Regions from separate parts of the Zea mays genome. Here all the other regions are linked to region 1. A link is a contact called in public Hi-C data. All regions are on one chromosome and are shown on one strand. Each heading gives the region's core, a stretch centred on a gene start, on an enhancer-like site or on the middle of the called end of the contact. The rest is flanking DNA. Distances are from core to core; before and after follow the strand shown. Region 1 has its middle 18 kb from the start of LOC103626754. Region 2 holds the start of LOC100304237 (Ubiquitin-like superfamily protein). Region 3 holds the start of LOC100281240.

Region 1 (3,894 bases), core at 994-3,493:
TTACGCATATGTATCGGGTAACTTAACAAGGCTATCGAGTTCATTAACTTGAACTCATCATCCCAATGATCTCCCACAAAACATGTATATTACAGAAATCACATTAGATACACACACACTTCGGAGATAGAGCAGAAGACTTACAAAACATTCTTTACATTTCCAAAACTCAAGTTTTATATGCTAGAAAGAGTTATAATATTTACAAGCCCTGATAGTCTTTAAAGTGCATAACTTATATACAATACTTGGAAAGGTGAAGTCTTTCCATAAGGAATACACATATGCCACTAAGCTTGAAAACCTCCACATGAAGCAACTAATGAAACCAAAGACATCAAAACCTTTCCTGCAACAACATAGGGAATAAAACCCTAAGTAGGAAATTACTCAGCAAGACTTACCCGACTAAGAAAAAGACTCTCAAGGGCATGCTAGCTTTTTGGAGTCAAGGGAAAAGCTCATCAATTATCAAAGACTCCTTTTTGCAGAAAAGCAAGCTTACTAAGTAGATCCTTAAGCCAAGTTTTATTTCACAGGTTAGGTTATTACTTGAATCTACTAACCTGATTCTGGATTTGCCTAATCTAGATCATACACTTGGCCTACACTAGATCGTTTTTAATTGAATCTTTGTTATACTTGTTAACTACGATGCAGAGCAGTGATCCAGTCTTCATAACAGAGAAGTAACGGCGATCCGAATCGATTAGAATTTGCAAAAGTTGAGTGGCATGTATACAATTAACCCAATCGATTAATACCCAGCAGGGGATCTCCAACCACATGACATATGTAGCACTTAACCCTTGCATATGTCAACCCTTCCCTTGGATCCTCCACTACATGAACTGGTCCGCGCTACCTGGGAGCACATTACCCTACCATCCAGCCTCTTGCTAGGAGGATAACTGCTAGTCCCACCATCTCCCACGCCCGGTGCGCTGTTGTCTTTTCACGTATGGAATAGCCGGGTTCGGGCTTACCCATGACGAGGTATGTGGCCAGCTAAAAGGTCCTAGATCAATAGGCCTTCAATCGGTACAGTCCTTAATCGACACAGACGGTGACACTACAACCAGACACCGTTCTGGTGCAAGTCAACCGCCTGGCCTCAAGTTTACTTATGCTATTTCTCAAAACATTTGGCACCTGACAAAGGGGCCATGCCTGGATAATGAATTTCTCACTGCAGATGATTCCTTCATTATCCCAAGCCAATTTTCTTTTGGCAATTATGAGTCATAGATCAAAAACATTTTTTAATCTATCGCATGATTAAGCATCTCTAGCTTTTATAAATCAGGTGACAAGGTATGGTAATCAATTCTTTCAAGGAATGGTAATGCATCAAGTGTTTAATCAATCAACTCCTATCACCTAATGCATCATATAAGTGATAAAATTTTGTAAATACAAGGAGGGTGGCAAATGCACCGGGGCTTGCCTTTTTGCAGGAGAAGATCCAAAACCCTTCTATCACGACAATTAGTTAGATGGAATTCCACCACTAGATCAACAGTACTTGGAGCAGGCTTCTTCTTCAATGCCACTTCTTCTAGGTATTCTACAAGTCAATTACAAATACATGGATGCTTATGTAATGACATGAAATGCAAACTCTCATAAAGGAGAGGTGGGGAACATAAACATCCCTAATTAAGCACATGATAAGCTTACCTATACTTATACTTAACATTTGATCTAACGGTCTAAACTGAATTTAGTTGGACCAACCAGAGGACTAAACATACTAAGAATCACTAAATTTGCTGCCCATCAATTTATAGGTACTAACTCCTTTTATACATATATTAACACTAGATTTCTGGATTTTATATTTCTCTTTTAACTATTTTAATGTCCTATGGGAAAACCAACTCCAAATACATTCCAATTTTTTTACCCAGCTCCATCTTAGACATATTAAACTTACCCACAAATTTTCAATATTTTTGAAGCTATATTTCTATTTCTAAAATTCATTTAAGCCACTTAAAGGTACTTCTAAATAAATCAAAAAACTAACAGTTGCTGCAAAAACCCTATAGCTAATTTTTACAGGAACTACAGGTTTTCATGGACTCTGAAAAATTTGTTTCACTATGTTATCATTTTTCTACATTTTCTAGTGTAAGATATTTGATGTCGGGTAAAAGAAAAAGAAAAATGACTTAACAGTGATGGGCTGAAACTTATGGGCTTGGCCCCTGCACACAGGGAAAACAGCCGCGCACAGGTCGCCAACGACCGTATATGGAATTTTTTTTACTAACATCTCCTCGTAAGATCAGTTAACAGCGCAAAAGTCTGGTGCCCTAGTTTCTTGTTTCACTGACATCTAATGCCGAGACCCTCCTCTATTCCTTCATTTGTGAGTCCCGGTCCTCTACTCACCTCCGGTGGTACCCTAGGTCGAGCACCTGGCCATGGCACCAGCGTTCGCCACAGGTAACCTACTCTATTGGAAATAAACATTCCCGCACCAACTTTGGCCTTAGTTGACTAATCCCCTCAACCGGGTTGATCTATGCTGACCCTGAACCCCATCTATATCCGACGACAGGAGGAGCGCAACCTTGGTTAAGCTACGCCCAAGGCCATTTGGCAGTAGCGTTTAATCCGATGCCGCGGCTAGCATCAACAATACATCTAACATGTGATTCTTACACTGACTGACTTGGGGAACACTAGCCTCGTTGGTCGACGCGGACATGCTAGACAACAGCATTCACCAAAGATTCTATATCTTTCTAAGCACTGCACCACGAGAAACTTTAAACGGCTCGGCCAGAGAGATTTACGAGTACTTAATGGCTATAGAACACAAATAGGGCAAAAGAAATTTACCCTTGAAGCAGCTAACCACGGTGAAAGGGTGAAAAGGCTCGGCGTGGTCATCACGTCCAAGGCAACCAACGATATAGGACTGGGACACCCCTGTGATGTTTAGTAGAGAGTTGGAATGGTCATAGAACACCAGTTATTCAGTTTCAAATGACCAGAATCGAAGTAATGGGAGAGAGGCAGGAATGGTTTTAGACCCAATACTCCAAGCAAGACATAGTGTGCACGATGGGTTCACTAGGAGCCGGTTAAGGAGGGCTCTGGAATTCCAACAAAGACAGAGTTATGGCACGTGGTTGCACTACTATCTTCCACCCAGGATTCATGAACAGAGGGACACGGTGTGGTGGTTTAGTATGGCTTTGACAGCAATTTCAAGCAGCTGCGTCACCACCTTCAAGATAAGTTTCAGTCTGGCACTTGGGCAGTAAAAATACCCCACATAACCCCAAGCACAAGGACTAGTTGAAGCAGATCTTTACTCGCTGAGCAGAGAGGGTAAAAGAATGGGGCTCCATTTACTGACAGCACAACAAATCAACAGCTGAGTCACCAGTTTCTAGATGAGTTCCAGTTCTGCACCGTTTTCCCCCTCGTGTGGACAGCAAAAATATCCCACATGATCACCCCAAAACTCCCCACAAAAACTAGAAAATGGAAATATTTCTGTTGTAGATTTCTTTTTACTCAAGTCTGAACAAGTTCAGGTCAATAGTAGGATCAACTTAGCCTTCCTTTTTCTCCTAAGTTTATACAGCACCAGGTTCCCATGGCTTAAAGGAATTTATTCACCTATCGTGATCTCCCATTTTGCCACAAAACTCTCAATTCAAAACCACAGGACTTTGCTGCACAGGAACTCTAAACTGATCACTAACACTGAAATTCATTCTCTGCCAGATACTATTTCTAGTCTGAAAATTCAGACTACACTAACTGCGCTGAACTTCTTCAGTTCGACTGCAGAGCCAGATTCATCTTTCTTTTGCTCCCATTTCTTCATAGGGACAGAGCTACCTCCCCACATCAAACTTGCACACTATATGT
Region 2 (3,894 bases), core at 946-3,445, 430 kb before region 1:
CGAGGCTCGCGAGCCGGCTCGAGCTCGGAGCGGCTCGCGAGCCTCGAGTGAGCCGAGCCGAGCCTGTCTTTTGGGCTCGTTCCCGTAGCGAGCCGAGCCGAGCCGGCTCGTTCCGGCTCGCGAGCCGGCTCGCGAGCTGTGTCAAATTTCTTAATATGTAGAATAATGTTGGATATTGACTAATTTTATAGGTTGTCAGTTTGTTCCTTAGCGTTTCATGATAGATGTATGACAATTAATAATTTAGATTCCTCATAATAATGAATGATATCTATATATTCATATTTATATACTAATAATTCACTATATAATGCAATTATATAATATCAGGGTGTGGCTCGCGAGCCGAGCCGAGCTAGCTCGCGAGCCGCCTTCGAGCCGAGCCGAGCCTGGTTCCTCAGCTCGTAAAAGCACCGAGTCGAGCCGAGCCGAGCTCGGTCAGGCACCAAGCTGCACCGAGCCGAGCCGAGCTCGGCTCGGCTCGTTTCCAGCCCTAGTTGGACCTGTGGGCGCATTTGTGCGCTGCTGTTGATGGAGGCGGATAAATCGTCGGAGCATCTGCGGGCGAAGGCGTGGCGGCGGCTGTCGTGCGACAGCTGCGTTATGTGATTCCTTTTTTGTTATTTTTTTAACTATGATTTTTGTGACGGTCCAGTGCGGGGTCCTCACTCCTCTTATCTTCGGCCATCTCAGTGTTTGTTGAAACAAAAAGCCGAAGCTCGAACATAGTCGCGGTTACATTATCAGCAAGCCAAAGAACAAAGCCAACACAAGCTTGAAAGCATGGAAAATATTTTTTATCACAACCATCATATATATATATACAAAGCACTACTGCAAAGTGGCCCCCACGATTTAGAAGGTTTCGCTATTCTAGCGAGGGGAACGTGTTTTTTCGGACCTTCGGTTAAAGGCCTTCGTTCGTTTTACAGTCTGAATTTGTTACAAAGAAACAAACTAATACTGCGAGGGGCTACTGTTGGGGGCCTTCGTCTTCCGAAGGTCCTAAAAAACACGGCTAACGACCATTTGTTATCAGCATGTTACTAAGTGTTACAGGAGCTTCGTCATCAGAAAAGCTCCGCGGATAATAATGGAAGTGCAACGAAGTAAGCTTCGTTATGTTGACGCATGAAGGCGACGTAAGGAGAAGGTATTGTCCAAGCTGCTAAGTGCAAATGACAATATTATCCCTGTGATATTTGTAAACTTTGTGTGTAATTTTTGAGGGCATGAATGTAATATCGTACGAAGTTGTACGACTGCCTATAAATAGATGAATAGTACTTTGTATTGTTCACGCTGGATTGGAATCGCATTCACGTTTTTTCCTTCGAACAAGCCGAAGGTACAGATGTAATGTACATTATGTATTACTTTATTAATATATGAGATGTATTATAATATTGTTTAACATTTGATATGAAATGAATAAATGACATAATGTTACATCTGTAACTATGCTTTTTATATTTATGAATGATGAAAACTTATTTTTTATGACATTCGTCTAAGACTCATTATACTCGAAGGAAGATAATGCGCCGAAGGATGAAGATCCTTAACGTTTAACAATTGTGTTGTCTTATTTTATGGTTCCCAGTAATAAAAAATAAGTGACCAACACGTATATCGATGGTGACTTTAATTTTTTTATTTTTTTGAAATTTTTTTAAATAAAACCAGCTAAATTTGATAAAAAAATAAATAAATTATAAATTAGGGCGGAGAGAGCAGATTGTATCATCCGCCAACATGTCATTAGTTACAACCTAGAGATGTAAATCCTTTGCTAGCGCCGTACCGTTCTTGTAAACTTGACGTATAACCGAAATAAATATAAAAGATAAATAACAATAACCATCAAGAGAATCAAGAGACTAGACGTCCTGTTCTGATAGACGAAAAGTTGACCTTTTCTTTATAACAAATAGTCGAGGAACAAAATACTCATTTTTTCTTTTCACTTTTCAGCCTCTCCCAAGTGGGCCGTGCTACCGTCGAGCGTGGCTCAAGCCCAAAACGCACTCGATTCGCGCCATCGCGTTGTCGGGCCACCAGCTCACGGCCGCGGGCCGCCGCCGCCAAGCGAAACGGCACGCAGGGGCTCTGTCGCCTCGCCTGTCGCCTCCAACGTGCAACGGCTACCGTTCCCTGCCCCCCGACTCCCCGAGGCACCCCCTCCTCCCTCCTCGGCGAAACGACAACCACCCCGCCGGGGAGGGTAATCCAAGCGAGGGCGAGCCATCACCGTGCTGTTCCTCGTTTGCTGTCGCCTCGAAGAGCCTCCTCCGTTCCCTCTCCCTCGACCGATCGGCCGGTCTCACGGGGCATTTCGCGGGGCTGGTCGATCTCTCCCCGCTCATTCTGTCAAGGGATTGGTCGGTTGCCGATTCCGTGCGGCCGGATAACTCGGATTTATTCAGTTTTTCGGGTTCGCTACATGCGTGTGCGATGCCGGCCAGCTCCCTCCCGGCGTCCCCCGACGCCACCGGCGACATTGGCGCCGCGCTCGAGCTCGATCTCGAGGATCTCGCCGCCGGCGGCGGCACGGACTGCATCGGCGCGCTCGCCTGCGGCAGGAGCAGCTTCTCCTACCGCCGCCTCCCGGAGCCCCGCCTCCGCCTCACCGTTCAGAAGCTTGACGACTCCTTCTTCGGTACCCTCCGGATTGATCCTTGCGCCATTTACTTTTCCCCGAAAGGGATCGTGGATTTTTTATAGGGTAATTGTGGATTTCTCCACGTTTTGCCCGCGCACAAACAGACATTGAAATCGCGCGGTCGGCCACGGTGTGGGAGCTCAAGGTGACCATAGAGAACTTGTTCTCCGCCCTCTATGACGACACCCAGAAGACCATCTCTTGGTACGCGCCCATGGATTATTTTTTTTCTGATTTTGTTTATCTCCTATTGATGGTCAGTATGAAAACCATGAACTATTGGGTTTGCATTTCGTTACCACGAAATCGTGTTATGTGGTTGTCGATTTCAAATTTGCTGTTGTCTGCTTAAATGCGACTCTGAAATCTGAATGATGTTGGCAACTTAAACTTCAAGGCTGTTGCTTGCTTGTTGTAGGAATCACGTGTGGAGTCACTTCTGCTTATGCTTCAAGGACGAGAGACTGACGGATGACAAGGCAACATTGCGTGGGTTTGGTATAAGAGATGGTGATGTGGTACATGCACTTCCTTAAACAGCCATAGGTTCTTGGATGCATTTTTCCTTTTAGTGCCGACTAATTCTGCTCTGTCTTGTGAGATAAGCCAGAATATTACTTACCCTGCTTCATTTACCAAATAGAAGTTCCTGGATGCATTTTGCCTTTTAGTGCCGACTAATTCTGCTCTGTCTTGTGAGATAAGACAGAATATTACTTTTCCTGCTTCATTTACCAAACAGAACAAATACTACATGCCAAGTATTTTTGTAAAACACAATCCCCTTCTCCCCCCTGCATCTGCACAAGCACAACAGATACATGCTCAGCTCGCTCGATTCAGGCTGACTCTATTAACCCCAGTTGAGTGCTATATCCTATTGTATTAGATGTTCAGTAACAGTGATGCAGTCTGGACTGCTTCTATCATGTATTACGTTTCTTGAATCGGAAGGAAATTTACGATGTCATGATGATCTGGAATATGTGCGCTTGCAGTACCATAATATGCAAATAGGAAAAAAACATTACTGTCAAGCCATCCTGCTCAGATAATCAAATATATCAAAACTTTCCTAGCGGTATTTAAGGCTATCTCCAGCAACGTTCTCTATATCCATCATTTACAGTATTCTCTAAAATATTACATCATCTATATCTTCTTGCTCTTCAACAACGTTATTTAAATCACGTTCTCTATACGTAAATACCTATATTAGAGACATTTTTATT
Region 3 (3,894 bases), core at 996-3,495, 410 kb after region 1:
TAACCAAAATCAGGCCTATGTTCCAACTCTGTCCTGCCTCCGGAAGAGCGACAAACAGGCGAGAGGCGCAAAGCCTCGTCGAGTCATGTCATCGGCTCACCCTGGTTATGCTTGTGCTGTGCAGAGCGCTTTGCAGCAGGTCGCCCGCCGCTCCCGCTTGTGTGTCACAGTGCACACGCGCGCGCAGGAGGCGGACCTATATCCTTTCTATTGCAAGTCAGGCCGCTGGGCGCTGGCCGCTCCATCTTTACTGTTCTGCGCAAGGGTCCGCGACCTCTGCTGCTTTTTACAATTGCTGCCGCCGTCTCGTGTTGTTGGCTGTTATAGCGGTGATCGATCACTCACTGTCACTGCCCGTTCTGCACTCACTTGATTGTAGGCCAGTTCACAACTCAAACTGTGCTGATGAGTGATGACTCTAGTACACGCTCCGGTTCAGCAGTTCGCAACTACTAGCAGTACATGATGCAACCGCTCACAGTTACAGCCACACGTTTTCACCTGTTTGGAACGCAATAATTTAGGGTTGATTTGGTGACAAGGGGATCCCGGTAGGATTAGAGGGGATTGAGGGGGAAATGAACTAATTTCCCCCTCAATCCCCTTCGATCCTCCCGGGATCCCGGATCACCAAATCAGCTCTTATCGATTTTTTTATCGAGTTCAATCATCGCATGATTCCAATAGAACAATGAGAAGTGCTTTGAGGATCCAGAGCTCCTGATGTGAAAGGAAGAGGCGGAGCTGCCGTTCTGTACTATCCTGGCTCTGATCCGTCATTTTGTTGGGTTGCGCTCGCGCTCGTGACTCGCGCAGTACAGCAAAGTGGAAACTGGAACAGCGGAAGAGACGTTCCAAATCGGCGCAGATCTGGCGCAACGCAACCAAGCGTCGGTTTTGGGCGCACATTGGCATCGGCGGATCAGCACAAATCACATCCCCTTTCTGAGCAAGCCGCGGCCACATCCGGTTATAGAAATGGCAGGCTCGATCTCGATTATTGCCAACCTCCGCTTCCGCTCCCGGCTTTACACCGCCGCTCTGTTCCTTTCTGGATTCAGAGCGACAGCCGCCGAAGAATAAACAAACGCGAGCTCCTCTGCTAAATACAACGGCCAGAGAACGACTAGTAGTAGTAGTAGTCTACGTAGCGCTGCTACACAGGACGGACGGGATCTTAATTAACACAATGCTTCGCATTGATCAGATCTGATTTGGTCCGTTTCCGGGTTTCTACGGCCGTGTGACGACGCCGACGCGCTCCGCGGCGGCGCGCATCACACCCTCCACCAGCTGCGGCATGCACACCTCGCCCACGGCCCCGGGCCCGCATCCGGCGCGGAGCCCCGCGCCGGACATGTACTTGCGCACCTCGGCGCGGATCATCTCCTGCATCGCGGCAACCAGCTCGCCGCTGAACGCGTACGACGACTGAGACGGAGCCGCCTGCGGAGGGAAGGCGGGTGGAGTAGACTGCGGCGACGGGGACGACGAGGGGGAGAGCTCCTGGAAGTGGCTCCGGGCGCTGTCGTGGTGGAAGCCCGACGGCGACTGGTCCAGCCCCGGCAGCGAGAGGGAGAGCGAGGTGAGCGGGTCCTCGTCTGCGACTGCTGGCGGGGGCGGAGGGCGCACGTCTGCGGCGCTGATGGCGTCGAAGCCTCCGGCGCGCGGGACGGGACGGAACACCTGCGCGGCGCCGCAGCCGTGGCTGAGGTCGCTGCGGTCCGACGCCGTCGGGCTCCCCGGGCCAGGGCTTGCGCGCTTGCACGCCCGCTCAGCATCGCTGCCGCTGGAGGTCGCCGTGGCGGTGGCGAGCTTCCGCTTGAGCGACGAGTTCCAGTGGTTCTTAACGGCGTTGTCGGTGCGCCCCGGGAGAAGGCGCGCGATGGCGGCCCACCGGTTGCCCAGCCGGGCGTGCGCGGCCAGGATCGCGGCGTCCTCCTCGGGCGTGAAGGGGCGGCGCTCCACCTGCGGCGACAGCTGGTTGCACCACCGCAGCCGGCACGACTTCCCCGACCGCCCCGGGATGCCGCGCCCGATCGCCGTCCAGTTCCGCGCGCCGTGGCGCTCCACGAGACGCCGCAGCGCCTCGTCCTCCTCGGGGCTCCAGGGGCCCTTTATCCTGTCGCACTCCGACTCCACTCCCATCGCTGCTGGAACACGGCACGGATTAGCAGCTGCCGCTGGCACTGGCACTGGCGGTGTGAGATTAGCTCGATTGGGACGTCTCGATCCGTGGCTGGAGGAAGGGGAAGGCGAAGCCGGGCATTATATAGCGGGTGACCGGGAGCGGCCGGTGGCTTCGTCACCGGGGTACAGCTGGCGAGGTGCCACCTCATGCTCGGGGCTCGCGTCGTTTCCTCCCGTCTCGATGGCAGGTGGGGTCGGGAACATTTAGGTCCCGTCTGGCAGTGGTAGCGCGGAGCCGACGGGCTGAGCGGGGGACCAAGGCAGTTTGGCTGTTAATCAAAGGGTCCCCGGGCGGTTTGAAATTTGAATTGTTAGTTTTTTTCGGTGGTTCCGTACCGTCAAACGCACGAGAACGTTAAAACTGACCAACGAAAATAGGGGCACCTCAGCTTTTATTCTAGCAATGGCTGAAGCTCCACGACAGCTTTCTAGTATATACAACAGCTTTTTCGGTGGCATTTTAGTTTCGAAATAAAATCAGTTGTTTAAATTCATCGTAAAAATAGTAGAAACTAGTATGAATTAAACCCAAACAGAAAATGAAGAAGCAGCGGCCACAACCAAAAGAAGCAGAGATCCGGTTTGTACACGAATGGATACATAAGTTTAGAGGCACTAAACCCACAGATCACCTTACCGAGCGAGAACGTAATCCTAGTTTTATGTATTCTGATTTCAAATTTGAAAATATAGAAGTCAAATTTTGTTCAACAAAATGGTTTTTGGAAATCACAAACAAGAATGTAATCCCTGCTATAACCCAACTACCAAAGGAACGAACAAAATTCTAGTCACCGGATTCTTTTTATTTATCGTGTTTTATTCAAAAATAAACTAGGGAGTGACAAATATTCGAAAATTGAGATAGCAACATTTATGTGAATTTTAAAGTTGAAACGGTCCATGATGCTAACTCACTGGAGTTCCTTCCTTCTACTGAGTAGCTTTCTTCCACTGAGTAGCAGTAACATTCGCTCTCGCCTGCAGAAGGTTCGGAGGACTAGTTTTGATTTTTTTTTTTATTTTTTAATCCGGTGGCCGGGCAAGAGTTCCTTCCAGCCTTGTTCGGTTACATAGGATTGCACCCGGAATCGTTCCGGTTAATCAAAATTTATATAAATTAGAGAAGCAATTCGGCTCGGAATCGTTCCGACCCACCAATCCGACATAAACGAACAAGACCTCCAACGGAACCCATCAATCCATCCATCGGTCCATCCCCCTTGGAGCTGGAATCAAATCATGCAAGCTCAGCGCAGAGCGGCACGGCGCGTGTACCCGACCCGCGGCCCATCCCGGCGAATTGATGAGTCGCCCGTGCCGCGCCAGTCCCCGTCCGCCCCAACCCCCAAACCCCTGCCCGCGCGCCCGTACATGTGTACAAGCCGGACAGTACGACCGCTGTGCGCGACGGTTGGGAGGGGAGTCTCCCGCCACCGCACCGATGGGACCCGGTCCGCCGCTGACAGCTCGGGCGACGCAGCGGCCGGTCCCGCGGGGCAGCGAGGGAGGCACGCGGTGGGCCGACAGGGGAGGAAGGCGACAGGGGAAGGGGCGCGGCGGTTTGCGGGTGGCGGGGCCCGGGGCCAGGCTGGAGCGCAATCTCTCGGGGCAAGGGTGGGGCGCGCGGGGCAATAAAACCGGCGCGATTTCGTGGAGGGAGGAGGGCATGGCAGTTATGGGCACAGCTCAGCTCCCGCGGCC

What was found. Hi-C and Micro-C count contacts between places; a contact is called where the count stands out from the background.
Region 2: a Hi-C map of leaf shows a contact between it and region 1, with 6 times the contacts expected there. The contact joins the promoter of LOC100304237 here to the enhancer-like site in region 1. A contact is called at or near these places in 7 of 25 Hi-C or Micro-C datasets (bundle sheath, leaf, seedling and 1 more).
Region 3: a Hi-C map of leaf shows a contact between it and region 1, with 3 times the contacts expected there. The contact joins the promoter of LOC100281240 here to the enhancer-like site in region 1. A contact is called at or near these places in 5 of 25 Hi-C or Micro-C datasets (bundle sheath and leaf).

Annotation. Positions count from the first base shown.
Region 1 is chr5:101,274,215-101,278,108 of Zm-B73-REFERENCE-NAM-5.0, reverse strand. No RefSeq gene overlaps it. Among protein-coding and RNA genes, the nearest start is that of LOC103626754, 18 kb to the right of the region's middle. Within about 2 kb of position 2,243, at least 5 of the 20 cell types and tissues checked have an H3K27ac peak or open chromatin away from gene starts, as enhancers often do. A contact at or near this core is called in leaf, where this site is marked.
Region 2 is chr5:101,708,838-101,712,731 of Zm-B73-REFERENCE-NAM-5.0, reverse strand. LOC100304237 (Ubiquitin-like superfamily protein) reads left to right here and starts at 2,195. Exons shown (of 5, transcript NM_001165682.1): 1 at 2,195-2,659; 2 at 2,767-2,866; 3 at 3,081-3,180. The coding sequence starts at 2,455.
Region 3 is chr5:100,863,878-100,867,771 of Zm-B73-REFERENCE-NAM-5.0, reverse strand. It overlaps LOC100281240, which reads right to left and starts at 2,245. Exons shown (of 1, transcript NM_001154159.2): 1 at 909-2,245. The coding sequence starts at 2,148. The coding sequence ends at 1,234.